Linked DNA regions of Triticum aestivum: region 1 is linked to region 2. A link is a contact called in public Hi-C data. All regions are on one chromosome and are shown on one strand. The core of a region is the stretch at or near the end of the contact, and the rest is flanking DNA. Distances in the headings are between cores, read along the strand shown. Region 1 holds the start of LOC123052349 (protein TIME FOR COFFEE). Region 2 has its middle 2.4 kb from the start of LOC123052348.

Region 1 (4,176 bases), core at 1,346-3,845, 480 kb after region 2:
CACTTGCTTCTGTCGATCGGTCAGGAGATAACCAGACACTGCGCCAGATCAGGCACTCGAGTGCCTTCCTCGACGTGACGCGCCGCACCGCCCTCCTGTCTTTATTTAAGGGTAGCGTCCCGTCTTGTCTCGCACCTTCCAGGTTGTCGTGATGATGGCCCTAAGCCTAGCCCTGCACCGGGCTAGTCTCGTAGCCTGGTCAGGCATTCAAAGCCTGGTCGGTGGAGTGTGCTGCAAGGCCAGCTCCTCTAGCCGAGGCGTGTCCTGTCAGCTCGGGGAGGCAGCCCCCGGGTGCGTCATGGATGAGGTCGTGGCCCTCCTCGGGGATCTTCTGTGGCGAATCTTTTCGTTGTTTTACCTTTCAACTTTAACCTCTCCAGGTTCATCTTTTTACCGTGACATTGTGACTTTCATTATAACAAACTATGAATGAATTTGCAGTCGAGCGGGCGCATATGCACAACATATCGAGCATACCCTATAGTTTAGTGCTCCGTCAGGTACATGGGCGACAGCCGTAGCTCCGTGTCGCCCTCTGCATCCATTTCCGCTACGACCTCGTTGAAGAGCGCATCGGTTGCCGCCCGTTCCTACCGGATGAACTGCCGGTTGTCCTCCAGATAGGCCTCATCCAGGATGGCCTGCTGCTCTGCCATCTCGTCCGCTTGGGTGACGGCGAACTCTGCCTCCGCTTCCTCCATGTTGAAGCCCGAAGCCGCCCCTGCTTTGGCTGCTCCGCCTTTTTCACCTCCTTCTTCTCCACCTTCATCGGAGCCGGCTGCTGCTCCTTTCCCTCCTTCTCCTTCGTCTGCTCCTCCTCCTCTAGCTCCGGCAAGTCTGGAGGCAGCCCGACAGCGATGCAGGCAGCGCGCGCGATGCGCCTCCCCCGGATCTCTTGCTCGATCTGGTACTGGCGCTCTGGCGTGAACATAGCGTAGGTGGTTATCTTTTGCCGGACCATGGAGAAGCCGGAGAGCGTGCGAAGAGCGACGGAGCGGGAGAGAGGAGGTGGATGGGCTCGGGTTGGCGGCACAGAGAGGGAGGAGGTCGATGGGATAGGGTTGGGGGACGCCGACCGGCTTAAATAGCCGCATTTGGCCTCCGGCGGTGAGCTAGAGCGGAACCACACATCGTTCACACCCCACCGGAGGAGATGTCTATCGGATCACCGGGTTTCCGGGCGATTTCGCGTGGGACCTCGTCGTCAGTCCGATGTGGCGGACGCATTCAAGCGCCCTCGTATCCACCCCAGATTTGGGCTGAATATGAGGGGTGCCGGTCAGCCCGGGCGTTTCAGGCCCGTTTGTGGCGCCCGTGCGGGTCGAATTTTCATGACCGGGCCGTCCGCCCGGGCATTTGAGGCTGGTTTGGGGTGCATGGTTGTAGATATTTCTTAACACAATACAATACAGACGCAAACGCTCATATGTACGCACATATACCAACCCATATGAGCGAACACATGCACACCCTACCTTTATTAGCACATCGTTAAACATCAAGTCGGCATATCATCTTAGAGACTCTACGAAGTCATCGTAGGCGCCTCGTAGTCAACTAAAACGCATCCCACTAAACATGCATCGTCAGAAATCCTGAAATAAATTCAAAATAAATGCGAGCAGCAGAATTTAAATCCTGTGGGCTAAGGATAGCACCGTTCACTTGCTCTAAAGCAAGCAGCGGTAGGCCACCATGCACCCGGTGGCGTCCGGATCCAAAATACGACGCCCCGCACAGCACCGCACCGCAGCGAAATTCTAAATTTAAATTTACTGGCCTTTAATAATGATCCAGTTAAGTGACCGCGGCAATCCGCGTATACAATGACATCTTCCGGATCTCCTCCGTGGTTAATGATATTATAAACTACCGGGTGTTTTTAAGGAATATCTTAATTCATTGAAGTAGAAGTAGGCCAGTAGTGCGGTGAAGGTTGGTGGCCGGCGGGCCCCGCCGACGTCACCCGCCCCGCCACGTCGGAGCCCACGAGCAGAACGTTACGCGAAAGAGAAAAAGAAAAGAAAAGAAAAGCGGATGAGACGGAGAGATGCGTGGGCCCCGCCCGCCCTCCACTGCCTGCCTGGAGACTTTCCCTCGTGCCCTTTTAACCCACCCGCAGCGACCGGTGCGCGCAGGCGCCACGTCAGCCGGGTGAAACCCTCCGCACTGTCCAGATCAGGCCCATCCACGCGGACCCGCGTGTGGTGGTCCCCGGGCTAAAGCCGATGGCGTACCCCCATTTCTTTATTCCTTGCTTTATTTATTTTGCGTGGAGTGTTAAGTTTTTACTAAAGGATAAAAAAATTGGTTGGGGAAGGGAACAAATGGGCGCCATCACCCACCCACCCACCTGCTATTGCCCGTGGACGGTTCGGGGCTCGGCTGCCCCGCCACGTGTCGGTCATCGGGCCATGCTTGTTGCGTAAGGAAGCGTCCACGAGATTTTATCGCGTGTTCCGTTGGGTGCTAGGCGGTGGGGGCGGCCACGGTGGCAGCGGCGGGGGCGGGGCCGTCGGATGCGTCGGGCGGATCCTGGCCGTCGGATGCGGGCATGGGCAGCGACAAAAAGAGGATGAGGCCTAGAAAGCGAGCCACAAGGGGAGGGGAGGAGGCCACACCAGACCAGAGAAGCAGCAGCCATTTCCTTCCAGCCGAGGGAGACGAGAGGAGAGCACTCTTCCCTCTAGGAGAGGAGTAGCATCGAGAGAGGGAGAGGGAGGAGATACTCGTGAGCACGAGGGGAAGGAGAAGGAGGGCGGGCTCTCTCGCTCTCTCCCTCCATCTGCCTTGTTGAGGCGGTTGGTGCGTGGATCTGCGCGGCGGCGGCGGTGTCTGCCGGACGCCGGCGACGCGGCGGCGACTAGGAGGGGAGATCGGAGGCGCATGCCTCAGATCTGACATGGAGCGGATCCGGGAAGGCAGGAGGGCCGCACTGGCCATGTCCGGCGGGGCGCCACCGCCGCGGCGGCGGCTGAGGAGCAACGGCGGCGGCGTCTCCGGCGGCGCGGGGCCGAGGGGCTCGCCTCGGTCCGAGAGGAGGCGGGGGGAGCGGCTCATGCTCAACGGCAACGGGCGCGACGACGGCGACGACACCTCCGACGACAGCCTCGGCGACGACGACGACGACGCCGACGAGGAGCTCGCCGCCTCCGCGCCCAGGTTCCCGCCGGTGCAGCGCCGCTCGCCCAGCACGGCGCCCCCGCCGTCCCCGCCACAGCCTGGCGCCGCGCACCACCACAGCAGTAGCAGCAGCGGCGGCGGCGGCGGCGGCGGTTACAACAACCACCACCACCACGGGCAGCAGCAGATGCACCGGAGGGGGGGCTCCAATCCCAAGGGCCCCATAGTGTGGAAGGCCGCCGACGAAATGATCGGCGTTCCAGTCCCGAGGAAGGCGCGCTCAGGTATGCTATGCACCGCAAAACAAGCAAATTTTCGCTCTTCTTGCCGCTTCTGTTTCCCTAATCTCACCGGCGTTCCTCCTGTTTTCCGCAGCTTCTACCAAGAGGTCTTCGCACGAGTGGACAGGCCCCGGCGGTGGAAGCGGCGGCGCCGTCGCTGTAGACGGCTCGCAGATCCAGCGGCCTTCTTCACGGCCGATCTCGCCGGCATCCACATCGGCCACCGCCCCTGTTCGGAAAAAGCTGGTGCGTTTTTCAGGCCGACAGAATCCATCTCCCCTCATGATTCCCAACTCCTGCCCTTACTGATTTCCCTCTCTCTCTCCGGTGTCTCGCAGAAAACACTTGGCGGCGGTGGGAGCAGCGGCGGTTCTGGGCCTGTACCGAAGCAGCGGCCGTCGCCGGCATCAGCTCCTCCGGCAGCCCCGCCTCAGCCGCCACCAGCAAAGATTTCCAAGTCGCCATCGTTCATTCAGGAGGAGATCGAGGTCGCCGAGGTGCTATTTGGCCTGACACGGCAGTTCCCCTGCCCTCCCAAGCAGGAGAACACGAACCACAAGCCGGAGCCAAAGGACGCGCCGGAGGCCAAGTCCGGGAACTCTTCGCCGGCTCCGTCGTCATCTGGCGTCCGGCCGGCAGATTCAGCCTCTCTCACCACTACAGGTGGGCAGCTCGTAAATTTTTATCTTGGAATGATTTTTTGTTGCTAATTTTGGTTTTGTGGGTCTAATAAACTCTCTCGCTGCTTTTGCCAGCCCCAAAGAGGAAGCGG
Region 2 (4,361 bases), core at 1,700-4,199:
GTACTAAATCTTTATTGTCTCTTATACTGTTAAAAAAGAGTTAGTGAATGATGGTCCGTCATCCAACACCCATACACATATCAATCATGCAGCTGGACTTCTCAAATATAGTGCATCTACACATACTTCCTCCATCCAAAAAAGTTTGTCTGAAGCTTGTTCCTCAAATGGATGTATCTAACACTAATTTGGTGCTAGATATATCTATTTGATGGACAAGCTTTTTCGAACGGGGGCCAAATATATCAAATCAACATCAGTAACCAAAACACGCACAACCATATACCAAACTTACCAAACTAAAACTACCATGGTCTAAATGATAAAAATGCCATGCTCTATAGAAATAAAAATGCCATGCTACCTAAGTTGAATATGTTGTGGTCTACTTAATAAGAATGCCATTGTCTAATTACTAAAGTCACCATGTACATCCTCTGTCCCATAATATAAGAGCGTTATTTAAGCTGGGACGGAGGGAGTAGATATTTTTACCATAGTAACATAACATCTAACGTGGACATGCTAGCTCTAGGAATAGACATAAAAATACCATTGGGACAAATGTCAAGAACGATGCTACAAAGTTGACATAGGAAAAATAGACATGTCGGAAAAAAGTCAATCACAAGTCCAAAAAATCAGCACATATGTCAAAAATGGTCATGCTCTCTCAAGAATAAATATGCCATTCTAACTAAATTAAACTACCATGGTCTACTTAATAAAAATGCCATGGTTTAATTATTAAAAATGTCATGCTCTGTAGAAATAAAATTTCCATGCTACGTAAGTTGAATAAACCATGATCTACTTAATAAAAAAAGCCATTGTCTAATTACTAAAAATTGCCATGTAGCTACTTTTTTTAACCATAGTCTAATTAACAAAATTGCCATGGACTAAGGAACAAAAAAGAAGCCATGCTACCTGCTTTGAAACTGTCATGTTCTAATTAGTAAAAATGCCATGGTATAAAAACTAAAAATGCTAAGGTACATTAATAAAATTGCACATGGCAAGGTTAGTGGGAAAAATATTCTCTAAGAAATGCCATGCTCTAAAGAATACAATAAAAAGTTATGAATTTGCATGTCACAAAAGTAGAAAACCTACATTTCTCTTAAATGCAAACAAAAAATGCCATGTTATGTTCAATCACAAATGTCATGCATCATACAACAACAAAAATGCCATGATACAATCTTACCAAAAATACCATAGTATTTTGATGGGTATTTTTATATCATGTTACATGGCAACTATTAGTAGTATAACATGGCTGTTTTACGAAAATGCCTTTCAGTGGACGTGTGCATTGCTGGACTTTAGGAAAAGCGTATTTCCACAGCGCAAAAAAAAGAAAGAAATTGTACATACACAAGTAGACATATAAAACGTTCAAGAAAATTTTCATGACAATATACTTTCATACGTGGCGTAGACAAAAAAAGAAAATAAATAAATAAAAATGGTTCAATCTTTTTATTGTTGGGCCGGGATTTTGTTTCTTTATGTAACTTGCAAATCATAATATTTTTGAACGAAATTTCACAGCTCCACCATGAGTATGTATAAGTTTTCATAATTTTAAAACTTGGAAATATGACTTTTGAATAATTTGAAAAAACAGGAGTCAATGCCCCCGTCCACCAAAAGGTCGCTCCCGTCTATTTTAGTACTACAACTATTAATAGTATAGCATGGCAACTATGGAATTTTTATTGTTTTCCACATGGCATTTTTATTATGCCATGGCATAAAGTGTTGTATGTTCCATGGCATTTTTATTGAACTTAACATGGCATTTTTTTGTCATGTCATGTTCAATAAAAATGTCATGCATCATATAACAAAAAATGTCATAATATAATTGTACAAAAATGTTCAGACATGGGAAAAAATGTACGTGAAAATGCCATAATGCAAATTAACTACTTTGCCATGATGCTCGTAGAACACATCATGGCGTCATCCTAATTTAGGACGATGCCTCAAAACGTGGCAAATTCAGAAAATATGTGCTAGCTTCATATGGCAAAATTAGAAAAAAAAAAAGACTCATATAAGACATGGCAAAAGGAACCTGAAAGTGACACCCCGTAGGTTAGTCATTATAGTGGCCACACGCCCATACCTTGTCACACGATGCTCAAGCACATGGCAGTTTCAGAAAATCATGTGCTATGTTCATAGGGCAAATTCGGACAAAACTGATACAAAGTTCATGGCAAAATGAACCTGAAAAGTAACCATGGTATTTCATCGGATGGGCTAAACATCCACATAGATGTGGAATTAAGGGGTTGTTTAGTTTAAGACTAAGTTTGCCAAAGCTTGCCACATCTAAGGTTAGGCAAGTTTGACCAACTTAGGTGTGTGTTTGGTTCAAGCCACATTTTAGGCAAGCCACATTATGATCCCACGTTACATACACACAAAAAGTGTGGTAAAATTCCCTTAGGCTTGCCAACTCGTGGCTCTCATTTTGAAGAACTAACCTTAGGCAAGTTTGACAATATTGTATGGCAAAGTGTGGCACTCCTAGGCCTAAAACCAAACAGTCCCTAAGAAAGAAATAATCTCCCCCAAAACGAAGTACTAAAACAAACACAGGGATTGGATCCTCACGACGCGCACCGGCACCACCCAACGCGCTGCGACAGAGTGGACAACAACGACGGCGATGAAGACACGCCGGTGCTCCACCTTGCACGTCCGACGCGGGCCGCTAGTTCTCCACCACGCGCGGCTGAAGGAGCGGCAACCACTGTGCTCCTCATGTGCAGACGCGGCGGGCCACCCCGGTGCTCTTCTTGGCGCAACCGACGCGAGTCGCCGGTGCTCCTCCACCGCGCCGACTGACCGGAGCCCCCCAAGAGGCGCGCGGCCCTGATGGCGATCAGGAGGCCCCCGCCCCCCCCTCCGTAATCGCCCTGTCCATCGATGCCCTCTTTGTCACGAATCCTGGTCGGCGGCCCGCTAGGAGAGGTCGCCGAGGTGGTGGCTTGCTCGTCGTGTGGCACCGCTGCGTCGCGCCAACCATGCCGGACTGGCCTAACGGCTTGTCGCATACGCGAGCCACCGTTGCGGCAGTGCCTCCTCCGGGGACGGCGGCTGCTCCGCCTCTCCGGGGAAGGAGGGGGCGGGGTTGGATTCCTCGGCGACCGCCGCACCACCGGGATCGCCAGCTCGGCCCGCGGTGAGTGGATTTGATGGGGAATGATAGCATTGGGGTAGAGACGGAGAGCAGTGGGGGAGATACCCAAATTGTCCGCGAGTGTCCGTTTGGATCGAATACCCAAATTGTTCGCGAGTGTCCCTTTGGATCGAACCGGACACAAATGATGGCACAACGCGCACCAGCGTCTGTATTTTGTCTGTGCGCGACCTATTTCATGCCCAAATTTGGGTCACGTTTGTGTCGGCGCGGACAAACAGTGGACGTGTGCGACGTCCACCCTTAGCCTCCCCCGGCCCACGAGTCGGTGACACAGTGGCCATTTCTCCCTTTCTCCCCTTGACCACCAGCTAACCAACCCGCCCCCTCGTCGCCGGCACCCAGTTCTGGTGCCCAGGCCAGCCGCCCGCACCCAGATACCTCCACTAGCAACACGCCACCCTTCGACGACCCCATACTACGGCGTCGGTAGACCGTTTTTGCCGCCGTCGCAGTACTCCAACGTCGACGGCACCCCCTCGCCTCCACCGACTGCCGCACCGCCTTACGCGTGTACCTCGTTCGCTAGACGCCGCCACGTTCGCCTCCATGCAGATAATCCTGCTACCTGGTCTCATAGAGGCGCGAGGCTCTTCACCAACCGGCTTCTTCCACCACACCCGCAAGGTGTTCGACGGTTCGCCCGCAAGGTACAAATGGACGCCGGTGACGAGTACTTTCAATAATTTCATTTGCGATTCGGATGATTCGTCGTCCGATGATGAGGAGATTGTGGTTGCTGCTTTGGTCATCCATGACCACATTAGTAGGCAGTGGCTGATGTATAGGGGCTAGATCACGGGGCATACTCTGGCGTTGAATCGCAACAGAGAGAGCGGCCATTGCCTACTCCGGCAGGACTATTTCGAGTCCCCTAATAGGCTCTTCAAACACCACCTATTTCGGCGCCGCTTTCGGATGGCTAGACATGTGTTCAACCATATCCGGGAGGGGGTGGTGGCGTATGATAACTATTTCGAGAGCAAGGAGGATGCCCTGGGAAAGATTGGCTTCTCCTCTTATCATAAATGCACTGCAGCTATTCGGATGCTTGCAAGTACCCGGTGATCTCATTGATGAATATATTCGAATGAGCAAGTCCACATGCCTAGACTCCATGCACAAGTTCTGCAAGGCTATG

What was found. A called contact is a pair of places that touch in the nucleus more often than the background predicts.
Region 1: a Hi-C map of leaf shows a contact between it and region 2, with 5 times the contacts expected there. The contact joins the promoter of LOC123052349 here to the enhancer-like site in region 2. A contact is called at or near these places in 3 of 5 Hi-C or Micro-C datasets (leaf and an unstated tissue) and 1 of 1 datasets of contacts at active chromatin or transcription factors (leaf).

Annotation. Positions count from the first base shown.
Region 1 is chr2D:160,259,348-160,263,523 of IWGSC CS RefSeq v2.1, forward strand. It overlaps LOC123052349 (protein TIME FOR COFFEE), which reads left to right and starts at 2,596. Exons shown (of 12, transcript XM_044475489.1): 1 at 2,596-3,407; 2 at 3,499-3,650; 3 at 3,743-4,067; 4 at 4,160-4,176. The coding sequence starts at 2,903.
Region 2 is chr2D:159,777,197-159,781,557 of IWGSC CS RefSeq v2.1, forward strand. No RefSeq gene overlaps it. Among protein-coding and RNA genes, the nearest start is that of LOC123052348, 2.4 kb to the left of the region's middle. Within about 2 kb of position 2,950, at least 1 of the 8 cell types and tissues checked has an H3K27ac peak or open chromatin away from gene starts, as enhancers often do.